3 separate regions of the Mus musculus genome follow, and regions 2 and 3 are each linked to region 1. A link is a contact called in public promoter capture Hi-C data. All regions are on one chromosome and are shown on one strand. Each heading gives the region's core, a stretch centred on a gene start, on an enhancer-like site or on the middle of the called end of the contact. The rest is flanking DNA. Distances are from core to core; before and after follow the strand shown.

Region 1 (4,150 bases), core at 1,232-3,731:
CACCATTATCTATCATCACCACCGCCACCACTGTGAACACTGTCACACCACCACTGCCACCATAACCACCACAGCCATCACCATGACCACCACAGTCACCACCATCACCATGACCATCACAATCATTGCCATCACCACCACCATGGCCACCACAGTCACCACCATCACCATGATCACCACAGTCATCGCCATCACTGCCACCATGACCACCACAGTCATGGTCATCACTGTCACCATGACCACCACAGCCACTACTATCATCACCACCATGGCCACCACAGTCATTGCCATCACCATCACCATGACCACCACAGTCATCACCATCACCACCACCACATTTATCACCATCACCATGGCCACCACAGTCACCACCATCACCATGGCCACCACAGTCATCACCAGTACCACCACCATGACCACCACAGTAATCACCACCACTGCCATCATGACCACCACAGTCATTGCCACCACTGCCACCATGACCACCACAGTCATTAATTACCACCACTGCCACCATGACCACCACAGTCATTGCCATCACTGTCACCATGACCACCATAGCCACCACCATCACTGTCACCATGACTACCACAGTCATCACCATCACCACCACCATGACCACCACAGTCACCACCATCATCATGACCACCACAGTCATCGCCATCACTGTCACCATGGCCACCATAGCCACCACCATCACTGTCACCATGACCACCACAGTCATCACCATCACTGTCACCATGGTCACCACAGTCATCACCATCACCGTCACCACTTCCTCCATCACTGTTCTCATGCCATCTTCATTATATCACCATGACCATCACCATAGCTGCCATCATCACTAACACCTCATCATTGCTACTGCCACCAATGCTACTGTTACCTTCACCATTGTCATCGCTGCTACCATCTCACCACCATGACTACCATCACCATTCCATCACCATACCATCATTACCATCATCTCCATCCTTACACACACACCCCAATAGTGACAACTTATCAAAGGCATACTCGTTCACCATCATGGAATGCTTCCTTCTTCACACCTGTTTCCCGAGAAAACTGAGTTTCTTTACACCTAAGTGGGCTTCACACGTAAGCACATGAGTTTGCAGAGCCAGGGCTTCCCAGGGTTACACCCAGCTTTGTGAACCTTAATCCTAGGTCTGAGACTATCTGGCTCCCCCTATTCAATGCTCTGCTCTCTTGAGCCAGATCTGGGCCATCACAGAGTGGATTTAGTGCCTGTATCTGGCCTCCATGGTGGGCTGAGGGCTTGAAAGACTTGAATTCCTGTCCCCATGAAACCATAGACAACATAGGTAGTGTACTCTGCCCACACACCCTCCTGCCCTTTGTCTCTGTCCATACATCAAATGCCCATGGCAAAGCAACACTGTAAATGTGTGGTTTGCACATATGTGGACCAGGAGAGTCTGTCCAGCAGTAGCCCATGTAAGGGGCTGTTATCCCCAGTGCTGTGTGATCGACAGTTTGAGTCTTGACACAAAATTCTTGAACCAGGCTTTGAAAACTCAAGTCTGGGCAGAAAAAATGGTGTAAGGCCAATGTATCTTGGTGCAAAACTGTAGTTCAAAGGATAGCCTTGGTTTGCCAGATCTGTGCCAGGGCAAGGCTCCCTGAGTTACTGCATGTGTTCAGGCACTGATGCTTTGGTGTGTGGGCACCAGGGTCATCTCTTGGTCCAGAGTCACGGGACAGGAAGCTGGGCCTCTACTGAGCTGGATGCCATGCGCGGTCACTGTTGCAAGCTCTGCTCTGTAACTTCCATGGTGTGTATCGGCCACCTCCCCAAACCTGCAGGGCTCTCAGCTGACAAGGCCTTGAGGCCTACTGGGGGGCTACCAAACCACCTCAGAACCTGCAACCCTGGAGGCTCTGGAGGTATGGGGGGAGGATATTTAGACCTTCTGTCCAGACCCACCTCCTCAGTCTCTCCCTGCAGCTGTCTGCCTGGCATGTGCTGAGAGGTCTGAGAGATAAATGTGTCACATATACACATCCCTCCCTCCCCCACCCTCTCTTTCCTTCTTGGCTCCTGAAACAAGTGCAGCCATCCACTGGTCATCATGACCACCCTCAGCCCACAGACCTCTGTTTCTTGAGAAGAAGGGTGGTAAAGGTGATTTTGGGGCACACAGGGGGAAAGAGAGCCCACCCCACCTCAAGCCACAGGACTGGTGTCTCAGCCCAGATTCAATCAGACTGCAGCCTGTTATCTAGCAGATCACTCTAGGCAGGGTCTTGTGGCTCACACAGGGGTAGCTGAGAAGTAAACAAACCCCATGCAGGGGCAGCCTAGCTCTTCACCGGAAGATGCTACAAGGCAGAGGATGCTAAGGCCTGCATGCCCAACGGCCCAGACATCTGTCAGGCTGTTTGAGGGAGGAAGGGCTAAGAGGTGGCCCTAGGAAGGCTCCTCCTGTTCCCATTCAGCCTGTTGCTCAAGGGCAGCCAGAGGGCATGGGGTAACCATGGTAACGGTACCAGAGCCAGGTTTCCCTGGCTGTGCAGTCTGGAGGCCACCAGGACAAGCCAAAGCCCCTGGGCCCCCACCCAGCCCAGGGTCCTGCAGCAGCCCTGATTCACAGACAGCTAAATATAGTGCTGCTTAGCAGGGGCTGCCAAGAGTAAAGGGAGATGAGATCATCGCTTCTAAATCCGGCAGGAAGTGAGAGGCGGAGTTGGCCCCGAACGCCTTCTCACTCAGCTACTGCACACACACACACTCATGCAAGCACACACACACACTCATGCAAGCACACACACACACACACACACACACACACACACACACACACACACAGAGGCCTGTATCTCCAAAACATACCCAATCACACTTCGAAAACAGACATGCATGTACACTCATGGACTTTACACAAAGCATCTCTGTGCTTGCTCTAAGCTCTACACATATGCATGCACATGCATCCTTCCACCCTCACTTACAAACACGCATGCTCACATCAGCTAGCTGCGCCCCCAACCCAGCATGGCAGGCCTCAGAATGGAGGGAAGTGAATGGCTGCTCTCCCTGGTCTTCCCTCCACTGTCCCAACCGACAGGTTTTCTGCAGAGTTGGCGTCCTCAGCATGTCACACTCAGACTGGGTAAAAACCCATGCACAGCCATATCAGCGCTGGCTAGGCTGCGTGTGGCTGGGAATGAGGTGACCCCTGCAGAGGTGCACTCGGAGTGTCCTGATGTGGGGACAGGCCTGCTCCTGAATCTGAAGAGGCTGTGGGCCCCATGCTGGGAGTGAAAGAAAGGTGAGGGTCCTTGGATTTGGCACTTACAGATCGAAGACCAGGTAGTGGAAGCCCTCTTCAGAGATGCTGTCATGGAGGCGTACTGCAGGGACAGAGAAGTCGTGAGGAGCAGGAGGTAGCCCAGGATATTCCCTACTGCCCACCGCCACCCTGTCAGGGCCCACCCAGCACCCGTGCTGCACGCCTGGGGCAGGGAACTTGTCTCTGTGGCCCACAGGGTCTCCCCCAAGACAAGATGGCTGCCTGGGTCTGGGGGAAGATATGAGCTGACTTGAGGTGCTGCATGCTGAGCCTGAGGGAGCATCACGGAGCCCTGAGGGAGCACCATAGAGCCCTGAGGGAGCACCATGGAGCCCTGAGGGAGCACCATGGAGGTCTAGGCAGCACCTTGCCCTTCCACTGGCCCCTTTCTGTTCTCCTATTTCCCCTACCATCGGGAAACACAGCAAAGGCTCACTGCTGAGCCCTAACAGGAGCCATGTCTTCAAGGGAGAGGTTTCTGCAAGAAACAAACCGATTTTCCTGTCCTCAGCAGGACAGGGCCTCCACTGAGAAAGATTACCAGGTGAGGTATATTTCAGAGGCTCAGACAGTTTCCCTCTCTCTGGCCCTATTACCACACCAGTTGCTGAACTTGTATTCAGTCCTGTCTGGCCTGGGCTGGGGCTGATGGGCTCTGAGGAATGATGGCGATGGTGGGAGGGAGCTGCCAGGTCTCGGCTTGGGGCTGCACTCTGCACCAAGCAGTAAAGATTTTCTAGGAATGAGTCACTCTGGGCCCTGCTCTCCCACCTGCAGATCCTGCCCTTTGCTAGAACAGCAATGCATGCCAGGGCTGTTCTGAGCACCTTGCT
Region 2 (4,150 bases), core at 680-3,179, 500 kb before region 1:
GGTGAAGTTGTGATCCCAGTTACTCTGGAGGCTGAGGCAGGAGGATCACAAGTTTAAAGGGTGCCTGGATCACAGAGTGAGTCCAAGGCCAGTCTGAGCAGCTTAGCTGAGATACTTTCCTGAAAAATTATATGTTGGTATATTGTGTGTGTGTGTTGGTGGTATGTATATGTGTATATATGTGTGTTGGTGTTGTGTATGTATTGGTGTTGTATGTATGTTGGTATTGTGTGTGTTGGTAGTGTGGGGGTCAGTATTCGGGCTGTGGTGTGTATATGTGTATATATGTGTGTTGGTGTTGTGTGTGTTGGTAGTGTGGGGGTGAGGATGGGAGCTGTGTGTGTGTGTAGCAGGTGGGTATCTCAGTGGTAGAGCATTTGCCTAGCACTCATAAGGCCTTGGGATAAATTCTCAGTACAGAAAAAAAAAAAGCCAGGTGTGGTTGCAGCTGTTTCCTTACTGCTGGGAGGAAAAGAGATCGCAGCCCACCCTCGCTGATACACGGCAACCCATCCTCGCTGAGAGATGGCAGCCCACCCTTGCTGCTGAGGGCACGACCACTGCAGAGGCAGCAGGGAGGGCTCTGAATGAGAGATGGGGCCACTGGGGGATTCTCACTGCCTCCTTCGCCTGGCTCATTTCTGTACAGAGCCCTTCTCGAGGTCTAAGGCTCCGAGTTGGGTTGTTCTAAACCCCTGCCCATGTGACCTCATGCTGAGGAAGCTAAGGCCACCTGTGAGCGGGCGACCCCACAGAGGTTGTTCCAGTTGTGGTCACCCTTTTCATTTGCTTGTTCACAAGCATCTGTAACCCCAATTTCAGGCAGTCAGACACGTTTTATGGCCCTTGGTGCACACGCATACATGCAGGCACACACACATATATAATAAATAATGTTTAAAAAAATAAAGAGGCAGGGTCAGGAGTTGGGGTATCTCATTTGCTGGTGCTGTTATAGTGCATGCAGACCAGGGTGGGGTGTTCTTTTGGTGGTAGAGCAAGCTTGTAATTTCAGTGCACAGGAGGTGGAGGCAGGAGAATCAGAAACTGAAGGTTATCTTCAGTACTTCAAGGTCAGCTGGGGTTACATGAGACTATTTCAAAAGGCAGGGGGAAGAAGATAGCTTAGTCAATAGAATGTTTGCCATTCAAGCACCTATGAAAAAAAGCTGGGTGTGCTGGCACAAACTTGTGATCCCAGGGCTGGGGAGGCAGAGACAGGCAGAACCCCAGGGCTCTCTGACTACCCAGCCTGGTCCAATTGCCAAGCTCTGGGTCCCAGTGAGAGATCTTATCTTAAAAAGCAGGGGTAGGGATGTCCTGGAGAGATGGCTCAGGGGTTAAGGGCACTAGTTGCTCTTTCAGAGGACCTAGTTTGATTCCCAGCACCTACATGGCAGCTCACAACTGTCTGTATTTCTGGACCCGGGGATACTGCATGTACATGGTACACAGATATACATATAGGCAAAATGTCAATGTATATAAAAATAAATGAATGAATAAATTTCTTTTTGAAAGACTTGGCTGTGGAATGTTCTGTTAGCCTTCTGGGAGGTGCTGCTTTTCTTGGACAGATCTCTGGAGGAGCAGAGGTAAGGCTGAAGAGGAGATGGCCTGCCTTGGGAGTACCAGGCCCCCGATTCTGTCTTTGACCTCTGGCCAAGGACTAGAGAGAAAGAGGCAACCAGATATTGAAAGAGGGAGGGAAGGCTGGACTTGCTGGAAGACAGAGGAGGATGGATGCCTGTTGGCAGTGCGTGAGTCGCTGTTGGTAACAACAGTAATTAGCATTATTCCATGCTTTCTCGGACACACTCTGGGCTAAAGCATTCTCTTATGCAATCTCATTTTAGAGACAAGGAAACAGGCTCTGAGAGATTAAGCAACTCATCCCACTTGCTCAACCAGCATATGTGGGAGACCTGACAACCCGCCCTGTGTGGCCGTTTCACAAGCCAACGCCCAGCCACAGGGGACGACTGTTCCTGGGACTGGAAGGTGAGTGGTTTCTCTCCCAGTGCCCTGTGAAGTAAATGCAATTCTTCCTCCTCCTGAAGCTCTTCTCTCTCCTCCTATCTCCTTTATTCACCAAACCAGAGTTTGTTACTGTTGTTGTTGTTTTCAAAGGTTAGAGTGTCCCTAGAACATTCTCAGGAAGTCTAGACCCTGACATCACGCAAACCTACCTCCTCTTTGTCTTTGAAGGTGACCTTGGTGACTCAAGTTTAGTTGTTCACATAAATACTATTTTTTTGGAACCAATCTCAAAACACCCCGCCAGGTGCATATACTACCAAGGCCATCAGAACCAACACCGAGACCAGAGACCACTGGTGACTCATGCCTATGTTTAACACTCCGAGACGCTGTTTCAAAAACTTAAACAACTGCCAAGGGTGCCAGGCTGCACATACCTTCAACTCTAGACCCTTAGGAGGCAAAGGCAGGGGGACCTCTGAGAGTTTGAGGCCAATCTGTCTGCATAGTGAGTTCTATGACAGCCAGAGCTACACAGTGAGACCTTCTCTCAAATAAAATAAGATAAAATAAAATAACAATATGTAAAAAGTTATTATTCTGCCAGGCAGTGGTGGTGCATGCCTTTAATCCCAGAACTCAGGAGGCAGAGGCAGGTAGATATGAGTTTGGGGCCACCCTAGTCAACAGAGTGAGTTCCAGGACAGCTAGGGCTGCATAAGAGAAATCCTGTCTCAAAACAAACAAACAAGCAAACAAAAATACTATTTCCTCTTTTTATTTTTTTTTTTTGGTTTTTTGAGACAGGGTTTCTCAGTGTAGCCCTGGCTGTCCTGGAACTCACTTTGTAGACCAGGCTGGCCTCGAACTCAGAAATCCATCTGCCTCTGCCTCCCAAGTGCTGGGACTAAAGGTGTGCGCCACCAGCCCGGCTTATTTCCTCTTTTTAATGTGTTTGAATGAGTCTCCTTCCAATTTCCCTCCCTCCCTTCCAGTTCCTCCTCTGTCCACTGGAATGGTGTGAATGAGAATGGCCCCATAGGTTCATGTATTTGAATGTTTGGTTTCCAGTTGGTGGAACTGTTTAGGAAGGATGAGAAGGTTTAGACTTGTGGAGGAAGGGTGTCCCTGGGGACAGGCTTTGAAATTTTAACAGCCTTGTGAGATTCCAAGTCGCACCCCCCCCCCGCCCCGCCCCTGCCTCATGGTTGTGGATCAAGATGTGAGCCCTCAACTACTGCTTCAGAGTCACACCAGTGAAGTCTGGTGTAATTCTGATAGGCCTGCCTTTATATGTTACTTGACCTTTTCCCTTACTGCTTTTAATATTCTATCTTTATTTAGTGCATTTGTTTTTCTGATTATTATGTGTCAGGAGGAATTTCTTTTCTGGTCCAGTCTATTTGGAGTTCTGTAGGCTTCTTGTATGTTCATGGGCATATCTTTCCTTGGGTATGGGAAGTTTTCTTCTATAATTTTGTTGAAGATATTTACATGTCCTTCATTGAAAATCTTCATTTTCATCTACTCCTATTATCTGTAGTTTTGGTTTTCTCATTGTGTCCTGGATTTCCTGGATGTTTTGGGTTAGGAGCTTTTTGCATTTTGCATTTTCTTTGATTGTTGTGTCCATGTTCCCTATGGAATCTTCTGCACCTGAGTTTCCCTTTTCCATCTCTTTTATTATGTTGCTGATTGGTTCCTGATTTCTTTCATCTCCAGAGTTGACTCCCTTTGGGTTTTCTTCATTGTTTCTACTTCCATTTTTAGATCTTGGATGGTTTCGTTCAATTCTATCACCTGTTTGGTTGTGCTTTCTTGTAATTCTTTAAGGGATTTTTGTGTTTCTTCTACCTGTTTAGCAGTGTTTGCTTGTAATTCCTTGAGGGATTTTTGTGTTTCCTCTTTAAGGGCTTCTACCTGTTTAGCAGTGTTCTCCTGTATTTCTGTAAGTGAGATGTATGTATGTATGTATGTATGTATGTATGTATGTATATATGTATGTGTCTCTGTGTGTATATATATGTGTATTTGTGTGAGTGTATGTGTATATGTGTGTGTTTGTTTATATGTGTATTTGTGTATATGTCTGTGTGTTTGTATGTGTATATGTGTGTGTGTGTGAGTGTGTGTATATGCATATGTGTCTGTCTGTGTGTATTTGTGTCTC
Region 3 (4,150 bases), core at 748-3,247, 330 kb after region 1:
AGCTCTGTTGTGTGTTTTGAATTTTTTTTTTTAATAGAAACAGAGACGTTTTGGTATTGTGAATTCTGGAATCTTATTTGGTTTGTCATAACAGACCTTCTCTGGACACTTCTGTCAGGAGCACTACCTTGTTCCTGTTTTACCCCAGAGAGGTTTTAGACTCATTCTTGGGTCTTCCCTAAAGCCTCGATGTGGATACTCAGACTTGTAACAAGTTAGTGAGAGACAGTGGGACAGCGTGCAGCAGGAATTGTCTCAAGTTTTCTGGTCTTGTGAAGCTGCCCCCTCCTGATCTTTACCTAGAGCAGTATTTGTGGGGCTTTGTTGTCTATACTTCCTAAGGTTTCTCTGCTGCTCATTCTCTACTCTCTGTCTGGGATATGGGAGTGGAAGAGAACCCAGGACTTCCTTGTATCTCTGCCTTTCTTCACCCTTTCAACAGGATTACCTTTTTTATTTATTTTTTTAAGCAAAGTCTAAAGTTTGTAGTTAGAATTAGTAAAGAAAAAGAAAGAAAAGCATGTGTGTGGGGTTCATTTCTCAAGTGACTGAAGATGTAGAAATGGGTCCAACACTTCTGATGCTGATCAATGAGACCCAAGGGCTGTGAATTACAATCAAGTGTTATACCTATAGGAGCATCAGAGAGTGTATGCCTCCTTCATGCTGTTGGTGTAGCAACACAGTTCTCATCTGCATGTGAATACGTGACTGGCCAACATCAATCACAACCTGAATATTTTCTATGCTGAAGAGTGTACTGTTTTGACACATTGATCCGGAAATTTCCGATATTTTGTCTTGTTTTACTTGGTGGTTGTTGCTGGTTTGTCTGAGATGCAGTCTTCCTGAAACCACCACTGATCTTGAATTTCTGATCATCTTGCTTTCACCTCCAACGTGTTGGGATTACAATAACCATGCCTAGCCTGGGCTGAGTTTTGTAAACCTAAGAAGTTTCTTAAAAATCATTAACTATATTAAACTAAGCATAGTGGTACATACCTGTAATCAAAGCATTTAGGAGGCTGCTACTTACTGGATCAAAGCTAGCTTAGTCTGGATAACATGAGCCTGTCTTAAAAAACACAACTACAGAAAATATTTTAGTTTTTTCCCATAAATACCATGGAGCTATTGCTTACAAGCTGGGTCATAAGAGGCAGGAGCGTTGTGCTTCCCAGATGCCTGTAACTGCTGTATTTATGATACAGTAACAGGAAACAAGTGAGAGAGCCTAAGTAAACCGCTTTCACCACGGCTTCCTTCAGGCTTGTGGGGCTTTTTTCTTTGGGGTGGGTAGTTTGAGTTGGGTTTTTTTTTTTTTTGTTTTGTTTTGGTTTTGGTTTTTTTTGGTTTGGTTTGGTTTGGTTTGGTTTTTTTGTTTTTTTGTTTTTTCCTTTTAATTTAATGAAATTAAAGGGGCTTGAAAAAATATACCTTGCTTTTTAAGACTTAAGGATGTAATACCCCAGCCAGGCATGGTGGTGTATGTCTTTAATCCCAGCACTCAGGAGGCAGAAGTAGGCTTATCTCTGTTTTGCGGACAGCTAGGGCTATGCACAAAGACCCTGTCTCAAAAAGAGAGAGAGAGAGAGAGAGAGAGAGAGAGAGAGGAGAGAGAGAATAAGAATGTAATTTCCCAACCTAGTTTGAATGAGAGTCATGAAGATATTCCTGGGCCACTGATGTTGAAGACTGACATGACAACCAGACATGTTAGTGTACACTGTTAATTCCACTACAGAGGCAGAAAGCTTACCTAACGTTCAAAGCCATCCTGGTCTACATAGCAAGGGAAATTCAAAGCTAAATAACAACTGTCAGGTACAAAACAAAAAAGCCACCCTGGAGACTCATGTCCATGCTTGTGTTTGCAGGCTTCTTGCCTTATTTCGGTTCCCTGATTCGTGGGTCTCACAGCAGCGCTTAGGTACTTAACGCAGGCAGAAACAACGAGACTGTTTATCTAGGGCTCAGCATGTTGTCTGCTGGTTCAGTGTTCAGTTCTGGAGCCTGAGAAAGTTTTGGCAGCAGGTATTCAGGTGCTGGTGACGTACACTGTGCTCTTTGCCCTTCCTGAATTGATGTGTTATTTTAGAATAAGCGCCAGACTGGAAACCAAGTAATGGTGTCATTTCATAGTTTGCTCCTTTACTGATTTCAAGATGAAATAAGCATGATGCTGAAGAACAGAGCCTCCTACTGTCCTTTCCAGTTTGAAACAGCTTTCAGATGAAGAGGCATCTCCCCTGCAGTGACTGCTTGAGGATAGGAGAGTGGATAGGGAAAGTGAGGGTTGGATCTGTAATAGCACTGCAGAGTACCATAGAATAGCTAGCAATTTGGGAAAATATTCCAGGGAGATGCTTGCCCTTAGTCCAAGGCTGAAAGCTGTCAACCTTTCCTCTGCTACCCTAGTTGTATCCTGAAGAACAGTCTCCCACCAGCTGCTTGGGTCCTGGTGACTATTTCTCCCTCCCAGTGCAGACCCCAGCTTTGTCACTCACTGTGTAATATGTATGCACATTACTGTTAAATGATTCATGTATATGGTCTGCTATTCTCTATCAGTTCCCATTTTCTACTATAATTCTCTTAACTTTTTATTTACCTTTTGATTGATTTCTTTTGACTCTTTCCACCTGCCCAAATTGGCTTTTATCTTTGAACTTTCAAATAAATTTAACTCTAAATTATAAATAATTGCCAAACATTAGACTAATATGCGCATAATAGCTTTATTTTAGTTTACCTAGTAATAATCTTAGTGTGTAATTATTGTTAAGGTTTCTGATTCTGATGGTAAATATTGCTTGTTTTCATATACATCAGGGGTATGTGATATTTTTCTTTCTTCCTTTTTTTTTTTTTTTTTTTCTCCTTGGGGCATCTTGGATTTCTTTTCCCTTCCTATAAACTGTGACCCCTGCATGGCTATGCCTTGTCCCTCATCGTCTGTAGGGTTCTATGGCCTACACGAGTCTGACCTTGACAAGGTCTTCCACTTACCCACCACCACTTTCATCGGGGGACAGGAGCCAGCACTTCCTCTTCGGGAGATCATCCGTCGGCTGGAGGTAAGAACAGTTCTTGGAAAAATCTAACAGATGTCATACCTGGCTATTTGTTTGGCTTTGGTCCTGTGGGTTTTTTTGTTTGTTTTTTTTTTTTGTTTTGTTTTTAAACTCTTTTTATTTATTTATTATATGTTAAGTACACTTTAGCTGTCTTCAGACACACCAGAAGAGGGCGCCAGATCTCATTACAGATGGTTGTGAGCCACCATGTGGTTGCTGGTATTTGAACTCCGGACCTTCGGAAGAGCAGTCGGGTGCTCTTACCCACTGAGCCATCTCTCCAGCCCGGTCCTGTGGTTTTAAGAAACTGAAAGATAACCAATTTCTTTTTTCTGTTTTATAGCTAGAAACTTTTAAAAAATTTTTTTGAAACTTACTTTTTTATTAAAAACTTTTTTAAAAAAATACTTTTGGATCCCTTTAGATTTTATTTCAGGTGCAGTTGTCACCCTGGAAATTTTCCTCTACTTTATAGAGCCTGGAGCTATTGATTGCACTACACAGTGGTGGCTGCTCCTGTCCTACCCCTTCCTTTCCTTTCTCCCATTCTTGTTTTACTTTTCCTTCCTTCCTGACCTGTTTATATATCCTACAAACAGCAGCTGAGAGCCTGGCTTTGTGTCGGGCCGCTTGTGCGGTGCCTGTCTGCCTCTCTCAGACAGGTTATTGCCACTGTTCGGTATATAAGGGTAACTGAGGTGCCTATTTCAGAAGGGAATGGATTTGGTCCATTATTCGATGTTGCTGCTATGGTATTCAGATTTCATGAACCCAGTTTGAAACAGTCACAGTCAGGGATCTCTGAGGGGCTCCTGCCCTGGTTGGACGTTAGAGCCTAGGTCACCTCAGTCAGGGCCTTTCCATCCCCCAGTGGTTAATGTTTGTTCCAGTGAGCTCATCTTTTGCACGTTCCAAGTCTACACTTAGCACAAGAAAATATTTGAATGTCAGAAGGGACGCTCTGTATCCATCCAAAGCACCTCAGCTAGGAGCTGCCTTGCTTCCTCACCGATGGCCCTTCTCAGGAGAGCACGAAGTAGAACATGCCTGTATCAGTAGGAGTGGTGAAC

The links. Capture Hi-C pulls out chosen DNA fragments and counts their contacts.
Region 2: a contact with region 1 is called in a promoter capture Hi-C map of adipose tissue. The contact joins two enhancer-like sites. A contact is called at or near these places in 1 of 115 datasets of contacts at active chromatin or transcription factors (astrocytes) and 1 of 9 other capture datasets (adipose tissue).
Region 3: a contact with region 1 is called in a promoter capture Hi-C map of liver. The contact joins two enhancer-like sites. A contact is called at or near these places in 3 of 15 datasets of contacts at CTCF or cohesin (large pre-B cells, pro-B cells and stem cell-derived epiblast-like cells), 5 of 484 Hi-C or Micro-C datasets (the G1E-ER4 cell line, embryonic stem cells and palatal mesenchyme), 1 of 115 datasets of contacts at active chromatin or transcription factors (astrocytes) and 1 of 9 other capture datasets (liver).

The regions. Positions count from the first base shown.
Region 1 is chr11:5,998,015-6,002,164 of GRCm38.p6, forward strand. Camk2b (calcium/calmodulin-dependent protein kinase II, beta) reads right to left here. Exons shown (of 21, transcript NM_007595.5): 4 at 3,324-3,378. Among named protein-coding and RNA genes, the nearest start is that of Ykt6, 44 kb to the left of the region's middle. Within about 2 kb of position 2,482, at least 259 of the 459 cell types and tissues checked have an H3K27ac peak or open chromatin away from gene starts, as enhancers often do. A contact at or near this core is called in adipose tissue and liver, where this site is marked.
Region 2 is chr11:5,500,697-5,504,846 of GRCm38.p6, forward strand. It overlaps Gm11963 (predicted gene 11963), which reads left to right. Exons shown (of 3, transcript NR_166837.1): 2 at 1,857-2,001. Among named protein-coding and RNA genes, the nearest start is that of Gm11963, 17 kb to the left of the region's middle. Within about 2 kb of position 1,930, at least 64 of the 459 cell types and tissues checked have an H3K27ac peak or open chromatin away from gene starts, as enhancers often do. A contact at or near this core is called in adipose tissue, where this site is marked.
Region 3 is chr11:6,331,569-6,335,718 of GRCm38.p6, forward strand. Ogdh (oxoglutarate (alpha-ketoglutarate) dehydrogenase (lipoamide)) reads left to right here. Exons shown (of 23, transcript NM_010956.4): 5 at 2,965-3,080. Among named protein-coding and RNA genes, the nearest start is that of Gm46270, 41 kb to the left of the region's middle. Within about 2 kb of position 1,998, at least 26 of the 459 cell types and tissues checked have an H3K27ac peak or open chromatin away from gene starts, as enhancers often do. A contact at or near this core is called in liver, where this site is marked.